Linked DNA regions of Pan troglodytes: region 1 is linked to region 2. A link is a contact called in public Hi-C data. All regions are on one chromosome and are shown on one strand. The core of a region is the stretch at or near the end of the contact, and the rest is flanking DNA. Distances in the headings are between cores, read along the strand shown. Region 1 holds the start of TANGO6 (transport and golgi organization 6 homolog). Region 2 overlaps CDH3 (cadherin 3).

What was found. A called contact is a pair of places that touch in the nucleus more often than the background predicts.
Region 1: a contact with region 2 is called in a Hi-C map of stem cell-derived neural progenitor cells, with 4 times the contacts expected there. The contact joins the promoter of TANGO6 here to the enhancer-like site in region 2. A contact is called at or near these places in 1 of 7 Hi-C or Micro-C datasets (stem cell-derived neural progenitor cells), 1 of 1 datasets of contacts at active chromatin or transcription factors (stem cell-derived excitatory neurons) and 1 of 1 other capture datasets (stem cell-derived neural stem cells).

What each region holds. Positions count from the first base shown.
Region 1 is chr18:66,880,662-66,887,908 of NHGRI_mPanTro3-v2.0_pri, reverse strand. TANGO6 (transport and golgi organization 6 homolog) reads right to left here and starts at 3,980. Exons shown (of 18, transcript XM_511059.9): 1 at 3,786-3,980. The coding sequence starts at 3,882.
Region 2 is chr18:66,747,026-66,753,586 of NHGRI_mPanTro3-v2.0_pri, reverse strand. All of the region lies in intron 15 of CDH3 (cadherin 3), which reads right to left. Among named protein-coding and RNA genes, the nearest start is that of CDH1, 28 kb to the left of the region's middle. Within about 2 kb of position 4,381, at least 3 of the 24 cell types and tissues checked have an H3K27ac peak or open chromatin away from gene starts, as enhancers often do. A contact at or near this core is called in stem cell-derived neural progenitor cells and stem cell-derived neural stem cells, where this site is marked.

The DNA.
Region 1 (7,247 bases), core at 2,731-5,230, 130 kb before region 2:
CTGAAGTTTTTCCAGAGCCCCTTTAATGAAGTAGTCTTCTCTGCCCTCTACTGGTGATGAAAATAACATCTACTTGGAAATAAATTGGAGGCATTTCCATAAAGTAGCAGTTCCTAGTACGCTATGGGGACCTGGCTTGCCGGGGGTTCCCAAGACCCTCTCAGGGGGTCTGCAAGGTCAAAACCATTTCATAATAATACTAGGTCATGATGTGCCTTTTATATTCTCAAGAATGTACTATGAGGCTTATTGATATGAATTCTGATTTCATATTGCAACAAATCTTTAATATATTACCTCTTTGGCAGGGCGCGGTGGCTCACGCCTGTAATCCCAGCACTTTGGGAGGCTGAGGTGGGCAGATCACTTGAAGTCAGGAGTTCGAGACCAGCCTGACCAACGTAGAGAAACCCCATCTCTACTAAAAATACAAAATTAGCAGGGCATGGTGGCGCATGTCTGTAATCCCAGCTACTCGGGAGGCTGAGGCAGGAGAATCGCTTGAATCCGGGAGGCGGAGGTGGCAATGAGCCGAGATCACGCCACTGCATTCCATCCTGGGCAACAAGAGCGAAACTCCGCCACACACAAAAAAAAAGGTATTACCTCTTGTTGAGTTTCTCGATACTTTTTTCCCCACACAATTCATGCAGAGATTATCTTGTTGAGCTTTAGAATTGTATAAAAGAAGACCGGACGTGGTGGCTCACATCTGTAATCCCAGCACTTCGGGAGGCCGAGGCGGGAGGATTACGAAGTCATGAGTTCCAGACCAGCCTGGCCAATATGGTGAAAACCTGTCTCAACTAAAAAAAAAAAAAAAAAGAAAATTAGCCAGGCACAGTGGCATGCGCCTGTTGTCCCAATTAGTCGGGAGGCTGAGGCAGGAGAATTGCTTGAACCCGGGAGGCGGAGGTTGCAGTGAGCCGAGATCGCACCACTGCACTCCAGCTTGGGCGACAGAGCAAGACTCCGTCTAAAAAAAAAAAAAAAGAAAGAATCGTATAAAAGAATGTACATAATTATTTGAAAAGGTGATTGAACTCTCCTCCCTTTTCCAGTTACATATCTATGTGAGTCTAGGTTTTCTTCATGTACTTCAGTCAAAACAACCTATCATGACAGACTGGAGAAGCAGATATGAAAATCCAGCTGACTTCTTGAGGTTGGGCACGGTGGCTCGCGCCTGTAAGCCTAATCCTAGTACTCTGGGAGGTCAAGGCAGGCAGATCACCTGAGGTCAGGAGTTCGAGACTCGCCTGGCCAACATGGTGAAACGCCGTCTCTATTAAAAGTACAAAAAATTAGCCGGGCGTGTGGCGCATGCCTGTAATCCCAGCTACTCGGGAGGCTGAGGTAGGAGAATCGCTTGAACCTGGGAGGTGGAGGTTGCAGTGAGCTGAGATTGCGCCACTGCACTCCAGCCTGGGCAACAAGAGCGAAATTCCATCTCAAAAAATAATAAAAGTACAAAAATTAGCCAGGCATGGTGGTGGGTGCCTATAGTCCCAGCTACAAGGGAGGCTGAGGCATGAGAATTGCTCGAACCCGGGAGGTGGGGGTTCCGGCGAGTCAAGATCATGCCACTGCACTCCAGCCTGGGTGATGGAGTGAAACTCTGTCTCAAAAAAAAAAACAAAAAACAACAAAAAAAATAGGGTCTTACTCTGTCACCCAAGGCTGGAGCACACTAGTGTAATCGTGGTTCACCACAGCCTAGACTTGGACCTCTCAGGCTCAAGCAATCCTCCCATCTCAGCCTCCCCAGTAGCTGGGACCACAGGCGTGTAGTACCATGCCTGGCCAATTTTTTAATTTTTTGTAGACACAGAGTATCACTATGTTACCCAGTCTGGTCTCAAACTCCTGGGATCCTGCCTCAGCCTCCCAAAGTGCTGGGATTACAGGTATGGCCCACCTCGCCCAGCCACTACAGATATTTTTAAATTCCCTAAGCAGCTAATATGATAAAATAGTAGACAGATTCATATAATATATAAGACTACATGTACAAAATAATATAATTTCACGAACTAATTCCTCTTCAAATAGGAATGCTTGAATTTCTGTAAATTAAACGAGTACATATATGTGTACTCCACCACATACTCATAGAGATTAGAGAGTCTTCTATAAATGAAGCATAATATACATGTTTCATAACAGATGATTACTTTCAGGATTTTTGCTTATTTAAACGTGTTCTCAGTCATACAATAGAGAGTTGCAGGCCAGGTGTAGTGGCTCAGGCCTGTAATCCCAGCACTTTGGGAGGCCAAGGCAGGCAGATCACTTGAGGTCAGGAGTTCGAGACCAGCCTGGCCAACATGGCAAAACTCCGTCTCTACTAAAAAGACAAAAATTAGCTGGGCATGGTGGTGCGCACCTGTAATCCCAGCTACTCAGGAGGCTGAAGCAGGAGAATCGCTTGAACCTGGGAGGCAGAGGTTGCAGTGAGCCGAGATTGTGCCACTGCACTCCAGCCTGGGCAACAGAGTGAGACCTCATCTCAAAAAAAAAAAAAAAAAAGAGTTGCCGTTACAAGACAAGTGACCTCTCGATTAGCAACTTAAAATTCTATTTTGCAGTCTGACTCTTAATTGAGACAATGTAGCATATTTACCATACTTTTAGTGGAAATAACCTAAATTCAAATTCTGCCACTTACTAGTCTGACATTAGGCAATTTCCAATGTACCTGAACCTTGGTCCTTCATCCGTAAAAATTGAATACAAGTAGTACCGATCCCAGGGGATCGTAATGAGGATTAAATGATGTGTATGTAAACAGCCTACTATGGGGACTGATACTTAGTAGGCACTCATTTACTAATATTAGTAACTTGTGTTCACTTCCCGCTGGTGTGGTGTAATGTTTGCAGAAGTTTTCGCAGTTTTGAGTATAAAATCTGAGACTGGGAGGTGATCCCCTTTGGCCTTTCATGTGCCCTTGCTAATTCTACAGATCCCTTCCCATCCCTTCCCCCAAATATACACCCCAGTGATAAGTAGAGCTCTATCTTCCACGTCCTTTCCAAAAGCTCCAGATAACATCAGAGCCCCTATACTGAACAATTTGTCTGATTCTGAGAAGGGGGTTCAGTAGATCTCGGGCCTAGGTCCGTGTTCTGCCCCTAATTTGACCACGTGATCTTGGACAGGTTACTTAATTTCTTCAGTGAGCCTTGGGTGTCCTCAGTCGCAAAAGGAGTAGCAGCTTCAACCACTCCCAATGTCCCTTCAGATTTTAGACTGGGAAGAAACTGTCCACGCACCACAAAGATTAAAAGCGCCTGGAAACCCCTAAATACTCTCCCCAAACCCATTTCAAACGTCACTGCTTCCGATGTCTGGACTTCTTGGCATTTCGTACAAATCTCAAGGGTCCATGCTGGCCCCTGCGCCCTCACGCGGCTAGGACCTCACATTTCTACGTCGCCGGCGCCCTACCCTCTCTGGAGCTGGGTCCATATCCCCTTCCCAAGAGCGCTGCAGTAAGCACTGAATGAAATAACGGCCCCGCCTGACAGAGCCCAGCACAAGGCAAATGCTCAAGAGATGTTGGCTAATATCAGCAGTCAAGGGATCCCGCGCCCTCCTTGAGCCTCGGTTTCCTCAAGAACGTAATGAGGACGGGCACAGACAATGCTCAAAGCCCCCAGCAGCGGGCGGAGGGTCCCGAGGCGGGCCTAAGGGGCGCACGCTGCGGAAGGCAGGGCAGCCCCGGAAGCCGGGCGGCCCTGAGAGTCCCGGGTCCAGCCCGGCGCGGAGATGCGTCCTCTCACCTCCCGGGCTCAGCAGCAGCTTCAATGCCTCCAAAATCCGATCCAGACCGCATGTCTCCTGAGCCCCGCTGCCCACGGCCTGTCCTGGGGCCGCCATGACTGGAGTGTAACACCACGCTCGCGACCCGCTCAGGCGCCTCGGCAGGGCGCCGCCGCCGCCATGTTAAGTGTGGCAGAAAGCGCTGGGCACACTATGGGGCGGGGCCTGCAGGGTGGGGCGGGGCCAAATCGATCGGGAACGCCCCCTTCACATTTTTTTTCCGTCCCGGCTTAGTCCGGGGGGTAAGAGGGAACCCAAAAATGGCTAATCTGCCCACACGCACAATTTCAGAAGCTCAATATGATTAACCGCTATGTAAAGAAGGAAGAGAGAAGTAATGTATCATTAAATCTATATTTCAATATGAAAATACTCAGGTACTCAACACTGGCAGACATAATGAAGCAGACAGATGCTTCCATCTGCTTACAGTGAAGTATGGATAAGAAAAACAATATTCAGGCTGGGCGCGGTGGCTCACACCTGTAATCGCAGCACTCTGGGAGGCCGAGGCGGGCAGATCACAAGGTCAGGAATTTGAGACCAACCTGTCCGATATGGTGAAACCCCGTCTCTACTAAACATACAAAAATTAGCCAGGCGTGGTGGCGGGCGCCTGTAGTCCCAGCTACCCGGGAGGCTGAGGCAGGAGAATCGCTCGAAGCTGGGAGGCGGAGGTTGCAGTGAGCCGAGATCACACCACTGCACTCCAGCCTGGGCGACAGAGCGAGACTCCATCTCAAAACAAACAAACAAACAAAACCTAAGTACAGACGTACACACGCATATATATCCATCGTGAATGTAAAGCCACAAATGTTGTTATGGGTAATATGATTTTTTTTTTTTTAGTGAACTTAGTAAAGTTCCCAGTAAAAGTTCGATCTTTGTTCTGTTTTCATGGTTGATGCATTCCTTGAAAATTCAGTGTCTATCAAAACCATGCCCTCCGCCAAACTGTTTTTATATGTAAAACAGAATGGATTTGAGATTCAGATAATCGGAAACAGGTTTTCGCCTACATAAATCCTGGTGGGACGTTGAAAAACCATGTTGTCTGAAAGTCATGCTGCAGACACAGGACAATGTTTTTGAGGGCAGGACCTTTATTTTTATTTTATTTTTTGAGATGGGGTCTCGCTCTGTCGCCTAGGCTGGAGTTCAGTGGCGTGATCTCGGCTCACTGCAACCTCTGCCTCCCAGGCTGAAACAATTATCTGGCCTCAGCCCCCCGAGTAGCTGGGATTACTGGAGTGCCCCAGCATGCCCGGCTAATTTTTGTATTTTTTGTGGAGACAAGGTTTCGCCCTCTTGGCTAGGCTGGTCTTGAGCTCCTCACCTCAAGTGACCTGCCCACCTGGGCCTCCCAAAGTGCTGGGATTACAGGCGTGAGCCACCGCGCCCAGCCCAAAGGACAAACTTCTTAATGATCCGGTCCTTGGGCGAGAATAAGCTGCGCATAGCTATTACCCTTTTTGGCATGACTCTTGTTTCTTCTTTTCTTTGTCATTTTGGAATGCAGGACCTGAGAGGGAAAAACGCTAAAAATTTTTTTTTAGAGATGGAGTCTCTATGTTGCCCTGACTTGTCTCAAACTCCTGGCCTCAAGTGATCCTCCTGCCTCAGCCTTCCGAATAAAATCTTGTGCGTGTGTGTGTGAGACAGAATCTCACTGTCACCCGGGCTGAAGTGCAGTGGTGTGATCTTGGCTCACTCCAACTTCTGCCTCCCCTGCTCAAGTGATCCTCCCGCCTCAGCCTCCCAAGTAGCTGGGACTACAGATGCATGCCACCACACCCGGCTAATTTTTGTAGAGATGGCGTTTCACCACGTCACCCAGGCTGGTCTCAAACTCCTGGGCTCAAGCAATTTGCCCACTTCGACCTTCCAAAATACTGAAATTGCAGGCGTGAGCCACTGGTTCTGGCCTTAAAAATATTTTTGAATGGGAAATAAATCACCTACAAAATTGCCACTGTGCTCTTTTTATTTTGTGTATTCCTTTCCAGGTTTTGTCATTAGACAATGTTTTCTCCATTGTGTATGGGCACAGGTTCATTTGGGAAATAAAAAATTTTAAGAGTATTTTGAGATGTTAAACATTTAGTGAGAGGGGGGTAAAGCATTGTGTGGGAAAGGCTTGAGGGGTTTGGTGCAAAAATACAAGTAGAGGCCCTCACGCCACCAGTCTAAATATTTCAGTGTTAGAAATCAAGCAAAGAGACTGGTAAATAAAATATTTTCTATCCTCCTACCTTGAAAATTCTATCAAGTTTGAATTCAAAATTCTCAGACTGTCTCAGAGCTCCACAATGGAGACCTCTGGTCTGACCCATTTTTCTTCTCACCAGCATCTCCATCCTGCACCATGAAGGCTGGGCACTTAGACATGTGGGCACCCACAGCCCTGCACATTCAGGTTCTGTCCACACCCCACACCCCATCCCTTCCACAGAGCAGCTACCATTTGGCCCCTCTGGGTCTAGAACTGCAGATGGGGGCCGGGCGCGGTGGCTCACACCTGTAATCCCAGCACTTTGGGAGGCCGAGGTGGGTAGATCACAAGGTCAAGAGATTGAGACCATCCTGGCCGACATGGTGAAACCCCATCTCTACTAAAAATACAAAAATTCACTGGGCATAGTGATGTATGCCTGTAGTCCCAGCTACTCGGGAGGATGAGGCAGGAGAATCTCTTGAACCTGGGAGGCGGAGGTTGCAGTGAACCGAGGTCGCGTCACTACACTCCAGCCTGGTGACAAAAGGAGACTTTGTCTCAAAAAAATAAAAAACAAAACAAAACTTCAGACGGGGAGCACAGTGCGCCATCCAGAGGGCAGACCCAGGGAAGAGTTCTGCAAAGCCCTAGAAGAAGGCCTGGGATGGTTGGGCAGAAAATTCCAGGGCCTCAGAATCCAGAGTGTGGGCCGGGTGTGGTGGTTTATGCCTGTAATCCCAGCACTTTGGGAGGCTGAGGTGGGAGGATTTCTTTTGCCCAGGAGTTTGACACCAGGCTGGGCAACATAGGGAGACCCTGTCTCTATAACATAAATACAAAAATTAGCCAGGTCAGGAGTTCGAGACCAGCCTGACCAACATGGTGAAACCCCATCTCTACTAAAGATACAAAAATTAGCCAGGCGTGGCGGTGCACACCTGTAATCCTAGCTGCTCAGGAGGCTGAGGCAGGAGAATCGCTTGAACCCAGGAGTGAGCCAAGATCGCGCCACAGCACTCCAGCCTGGGTGACAGAGTGAGACTCTGTCTCAAAAAACAAACAAAAAAAGAACATGGAGTGTGGTCTTGGAGGAGGGTGAGGATTTGGAGATTTGGATGGGCAAGTCCCCCAGGCCTGGCAGATTTCTTGCCCAGGGTGGGGGGCATGGTGGAGGTGGCCAGATGGAGCTTCTCAAGCATGGGCC
Region 2 (6,561 bases), core at 3,132-5,631:
TCAAAAAAAAAAAAGAAAACAAAAAAACCCAAGAAACAAACAAAACACAAGGAACATCTCTGGACTCCTAGCTTCCTAGGATCATGCAGGGTGGAGGGTGCACTCTCAAAACTCCCATCTTAGGGCTGTCCTGGGAGCACTGGCTGCTCCTCCATCCCTGGGCTGCACCCAGAGTAGACAGGGCTGCCTTGTTCCTCTTATCCTCCCACTCCACTGTCCGATACTGAAAGGCGACACAAGCAGGGTTCCTCTGCTCCTCTCTGTGAGTCAGTGCCCATGCCCTCACCCTCGTGCCCCCTACTCAGGCCTCACCCCTCAGCTTTTACTTCTCTTCCTGGGAAACCACCCCAGGGGGGAGGCAAAGAAGATGAAATAAAGGATGTAAGTTCCCACGGGACCACCACTTCCCCTTTCCCCTTCCTCTCCAGCTGCTGGCCACTTCCCCGTCCCCTCTCTAGTGGGAAGCAGAACAGAGGCTGTGGGAAACCGGCACCATACAGTCCCTGGCATGGGCGCAGCCAGCCCCGCGTGCAGCCAGCCCTGTGTGCAGTTCCTCACCTGTGTAACCCTGCTGCACCTGAACTTCCTCACTCACAGGTCCCCCAGCCGCCTCCAAGTGTTCAAAATGCCCAGAACTCTGCACTGCACTCCTCACACCTGCTCTTTCTCTTTCTTTCTTCTTTCCTTTTCTTTCTTTTTCTTTCTTTTTTTCTCTTTCTCCCTCTATCTCTCTCTGCTGGAGTTTCACTTTTGTTGCCCAGGCTGGAGTGCAATGGCGCAACCCAGCTCACGGCAACCTCCGCCTCCTGGGTTCAAGCGATTCTCCTGCCTCAGCCTCCCGAGTAGCTGGGATTACAGGCATGCGTCACCATGCCCGGCTAGTTTTGTATTTTTAGTAGAGACAGGGTTTCTCCATGTTGGTCAGGCTGGTCTCAAACTCCCGACCTCAGTGGATCCGTCCACCTTGGCCTCCCAAAGTGCTGGGATTACAAGCATGAGCCACCTCGCCTTCTCTCCTCTCCTCCCCTCCCCTCCCCTCCCCTTTCCTCCCGTCCCCTCCCCCCTCCTTCCCCTCCCCTCCCCTCTCCTCCCTTCTCTCCTTCCCTCTCTCCTTTCTTCCTTTCTTTTCTTCTTTCTCTCTCTCTCTCCCTTTTTCTCTTTCTCTCCTTTCTTTCTTCTGAGACAGAATCTCGCTCTGTCGCCCAGGCTGGAGTGCAGTCACTCGATCTCGGCTCACTGCAACCTCTGCCTCCTGGGTTCAAACGATTACTCCCGCCCCGGCCTCCTGAGTAGCTGGAATTACAGGCGCCCGCCACCACACTCGGCTAATTTTTGTATTTTTAGTAGAGACGGGGTTTTGCCATGTTGGCCAGGCTGGTCTCAAGCGATCCGCCCACTTCGGCCTTCCAAAGTGCTGGGATTACAGGCGTGAGCCACCGCGCCCAGCCGGAGTTTTTCAACCTAAGCGCTATTGACTTTTCAGAGGGAGGATCATGTGCTGTGGGGGCTGTCCTGTGCATTGTAGGGGGTTCAGCAACATCTCTGGCCTCTACCCATTAGATGCCAGTAGCACCCCCACTCCAGTGGTAACAACCACAAATGACTCCAGACATTGCCAAATATCCCCTGAGATGGCATAACTACCCCTGGTTGAGAACCACTCGGTTAGGGTGACCAGCTGGGATGGCGAGGCATCCTCAGACTAGCAAATGGGAAGCCAGGGCAGCCCTTAGTCCTAACAGGGCAAGTGCAGAAACTGCCTTTCAGACCCCAGGGAGTGTTGGAGCCATGGAAGAGGGTCCACATGACAGGAGCTGTGGCCATAGAGGGTGCAGAGCGCAGCCAGTGCCAAACCCAGCCCGGCAGGGAGGGAGCAGGCGGAGTGATACTGCCACTTCCCCTCCTTCCCGCCCCATCTCCTGTGGGTTCCTTCCCCCAATGTAACCAACCTAATCCAGAACACAGGGCAGCTAGGGCTGCCTCCTGGGTGCAGAGCAGCGGGAAGAAGGGAAGAGAGTGGATCTGGGGGAAACGGGGAATTAACCAGCGCAGAGGCCATTGTGGTCATCCCAGTTGAGGTGCTGGTGGCTGGGACAAAGGTGGTGGTGGAGAATGGACAGAAGTGGTTGAATTCCAGGATATCTGGGAGGACTCCATGGATGATCAGCATGGGCAGTCAATAAAAGGAAGGAGTTGAGGACAAGGTGTTTAGGTTTCTGGTTTGGGCAGCTGGGCTGATGATGGTGCCGTCTTTAGAAATGAAGGAGACAGAAAAAAGAGGCCAGGCGCGGTGGCTCACGCCTGTAATCCCAGCACTTTGCAAGGCCGAGGTGGGTGGGTCGCTTGAAACCAGCCTAGCCAACATGGCGAAACCTTGTTTCCACTAAAAATACAAAAATTAGCTGGGCGTGGTGGAGGGCGCCTACAATCCCAGCACCTTGGGAGGCTTAGGTAGTAGAATCGCTTGAACCTGGGAGGCAGAGGTTGCAGTGAGCCGAGATTGTGCCACTGTACTCCAGCCTGGGTGACGGAGGGAGACCCTGCAACCCTGCTCACCCCACTGTAGACTGCACCTCCATGAACCCTTCTCCGGTCACCTTTTGAGCTTGCCTCTCTTGCTTGCCAGCACTCTAATTGACAAAAGTGCTTCTGCGCCGGGTGCAGGGGCTCGTGCCTGTAATCCCAACACTTTGGGAGGCCCAGGAGGGAGGATGGCTTGAAGCCAGATAGAGACCAGCCTGGACAACACAGTGAGACCCCGTCCCTACCAAAAACAAAAAATTAGCTGGGGGTGGTGGTACACACTTGTAGTCCCAGCTATTCAGCAGGCTGAGGTGGGAGGATTGCTTGAATCCAGGAGGTCAAGGCTGCAGTGAACTGTGATTATACCACTGCACTCAGCCTAGTAGATGGAGTGAGACCTTGTCCCAGAAAAACAACAAATAGGCTGGGTGCAGTGGCTCACACCTGTAATCCCAGCACTTTGGGAGGCTGAGGTGGGCAGATCACCTGAGTTCAGGAGTTTGAGACCAGTCTGGTCAACATAGTGAAACCCAGTACCTAATTAAAAAATACAAAAATCAGCCAGCATGGTAGCTCACACCTGTAATCCCAGCACTTTGGGAGGCCGAGGTGGGTGGATCACCTGAGGTCAGGAGATTGAGATCAGCCTAACCAACATGGTGAAACCCCGTCTCTACTAAAATACAAAAATTAGCCAGGTGTGGTGGCGGGCGCCTGTAATCCCAGCTACTCAGGAGGCTGAGGCAGGAGAATCTCTTGAACCCGGGAGGTGGAGGTTTCAGTGAGCTGAGATCATGCCGCTGTACTCCAGCCTGGGCGACAGAGCGAGACTCGGTCTCAAAAAAAAAAAAAAAAGAAAGAAAGAAAGAAAAGATAAAGCATTGGGGGGTGCAGGGCTGCAATTCTAAGGAGGATGCAGTCCCCTTCAGGGCTGGCATCTCTGACAGGCTGACATGTGGGTGATGCCTGAAGGACGTGAGGGAGCCGAGAGAAATCTAGGGGAATGGCATGCCAGGCAGAGGGCACAGCAAGTGCAGAGGCTCTGAGGAAACGTGGTTTGATTTGGAGTGAAACTTCAGCGTTTTGCCTGGCACATGGTAACTGCTTAATTTGTTCAAGTCCTACTAATTATCTTTTTTTTTTTTTGAGATGGAATTTTGCTCGTCACCCAGGCTGGAGTGCAGTGGTGGGATCTCGACTTGCTGCAACCTCCACCTCCCAGGTTCAAGGATTCTCCTGCTTCAGCCTCCGGAGTAGCTAGGGTTACAGGCGCCCTCTACCATGCCCCACTACCTTTTGTATTTTTAGTAGAGATGGGTTTTCACCTTGTTGGCCAGGCTGGTTTTGAACTCCTGGCCTCAAGTGACCGGCCCGCCTCGGCCTCCCAAACTGCTGAGATTACAGTCTTGAGCCACTGCGCCCAGTCTATCATTCTTGTAATTAGTGGGCATCGTCTTCCTGGAGTGCCTGGGTCGTCAGGTTCCTGGAGGACACACAGAGGCCTCAGCGCTCTGCCCTGTCAGCTATGGGCTGGCCGTGGTTTACCGGATGGACAACAGTGGGGACAGAAGTTGGAACGGAGCCCAGGCATTCCTGACCCGCCCCGCCCCTCTCAGATTCCTCCCCGGCCCGCCACACCCCTGCCGCTTGCTGGGCAGTGGGTACAGGGAATGCAGGGGTGGCTCCCCACCCCACCTCTAACTTGGAGAGGGCCTAATACCAAGCGAGGACAAGGCTGGCAGTGACCACCTGGCGATCCCCAACTGCACTGCAGGCTCAGCGCTAAACACTGAGTGCTTTTCCACCATCGCCTCCTAGGGGTCTCCTTTCAGCCCACTGAGAGGCCAGGCTGGTGAGTCACTCCCACATCTGCAGCCTTTAGGGGCTGCTGTCTTAGCCACCGCCCTACCAGACTACAGGGCACTCTCAGACAGGCTCCCCAGTTCCCCGAGAGAGGAATCTCCTAGCTCCCGCCTGCCAGCTCTGCAGCTGCCCACAGGCCCCGACAGGCCCTGCTGCATCCTCAGGGACTGAGGATAGAGCAGAGGAGGAACCAGGTTCTGCCAGCCCCGGGATGGAGCTGAGTCAGGCCTTTTTCAGGGCTCCTGGGACTGGGCCTTGCCCTGAACTCAGCCTCCAGCCCAGGCGTGAAGGAGGACACCCAGGACTGGGCGCCTGGGCCCCTGGCTCCTTACCTGTCCAACCTCATCTCTGCACACACTCTCGACCCATCTCGACCCGTTCCTCTGCTCCAGCCACACTGGCCTCCCTGCTAAACCCTGCTGACCCTGCTAAACCCTTAGCCCTTGCCATTCCTTTTATGTAGACAGGACACTACATACTTGCTCCCTGATAGCCTCCAGTCTTTGCCCAAATGCCACCTTCCCAGCAGTGCCTTCCCTGGCTCCTAGAACTGAGCCCTACCCCCAGGCCCTTCCTCCCTAGGCCCCATCCCAGCTCCATTTTCCTCCATGCTTCACCTTTTACTAGACCACGTATTTTACTGATTTGTCTTGTTTATGGTCTGTTTCTCATTGAAAACTCCCTTAGACTGGGCAGCAAGGGCCTCTACCCTGCCCTTCTGCCCCTCCTCATAGAGCTAAGGAAATGTGACTACTGGCCAGGCACAGTGGCTCATGCCTGTAATCCCAGAACTTTGTGAGGCTGAGGCAGGCGGATCATTTGAGGTCAAGAGTTCGAGACCAGCCTGACCAACACGGCGAAATCCTATCTCTACCAAAAAATACAAAGATTAGCTGGGTGTGGTGTTGTGCACCTGTAGTCCCAGCTACTCAGGAGGCTGAGGCACGAGAATCGCTTGAACCTGGGAGGCGGAGATTGCTGTGAGCCAAGATCACACCACTGCACTCCAGCCTAGGCAACAGAGTGAGACTCTGTCGCAAAAAAAAAAAAAAAAAAAAAGGAAATGTGACTACTAGAACCAGCATCTTTGTCCCTCAGGCCTTCCCCAGTTCTGTCCCCAGGCAGCCAGCACAGCCCAGGTGTGTACTCCAAGGCCCATGGGGTGGTCAATGGAAGGCTGTGTTGGGGGACAGTGGAGGGAGCTGGGACACATGGGTTGGGGTGCCACACAAGGAGCCTGGTGGTGCTGGATGGTGCTTGGGCTGGGTAGAGCAGGGCACTGGCCGCTGCTCCTGGGCTGGGACTCACCCTCCCCACAGAGCCACACTCTAGCCCAGTATTCTAGGTGTCTGTGAATTCAGATTTAAATCTGGCTCTCCCAATCACTGTGAGGATACACCTGTCCAAGTAGAAAGATAGAGTATCTTTTACTTAGGAGTTTGTGATGTTGATCTTGACACATTTGGTATGTGGGCCCTACACACATATTTACCTGCAGCCCCCATGTTAGTGCTGGGGTCTTTTTTTTTTTGAGACGGAGTCTTGCTCTGTTGCCCAGGCTGGAGTGCAGAGGCACGATCTCGGCTCACTGCAAGCTCTGCCTCCCAGGTTCACGCCATTCTCCTGCCTCAGCCTCCCGAGTAGCTGGGACTACAGGCACGTGCCACCACGCCGCGCTAATGTTTTGTGTTTTTAGTAGAGACGGTGTTTCACCATGTTGGCCAGAATGGTCTCGATCTCTTGACCTCGTGATCCACCTGCCTCGGCCTCCCAAAGTGCTGGGATTACAGGCGTGAGCCATCGTGCCCGGCTCGCTGGGCTTTTTTACTGTTTTCTGCATTGCTATAACCCTAGCACCAAGAACAGTGTCTTGAGGCTGGGCACGGTGGCTCACGCCTGTAATCCCAGCAGTTTGGGAGGCCGAGGCAGGTGGATCACCTGAGGTCAGGAATTCAAGACCAACCTGGCCAACATAGTGAAACTCCGTCTCTACTAAAAATACAAAAGTTAGCCAGGCATGGTGGCATGCACCTGTAATCCCAGCTACTCGGGAGGCTGAGGCAGGAGGATCACTTCAACTTGGGAGGTGGAGGTTTGCAGTGAGCCAAGATCGCGTCACTGCACTCCAGCCTGGGGGATAGAGCGAGACTGTGTCTACAAAAAAAAAAAAAAACA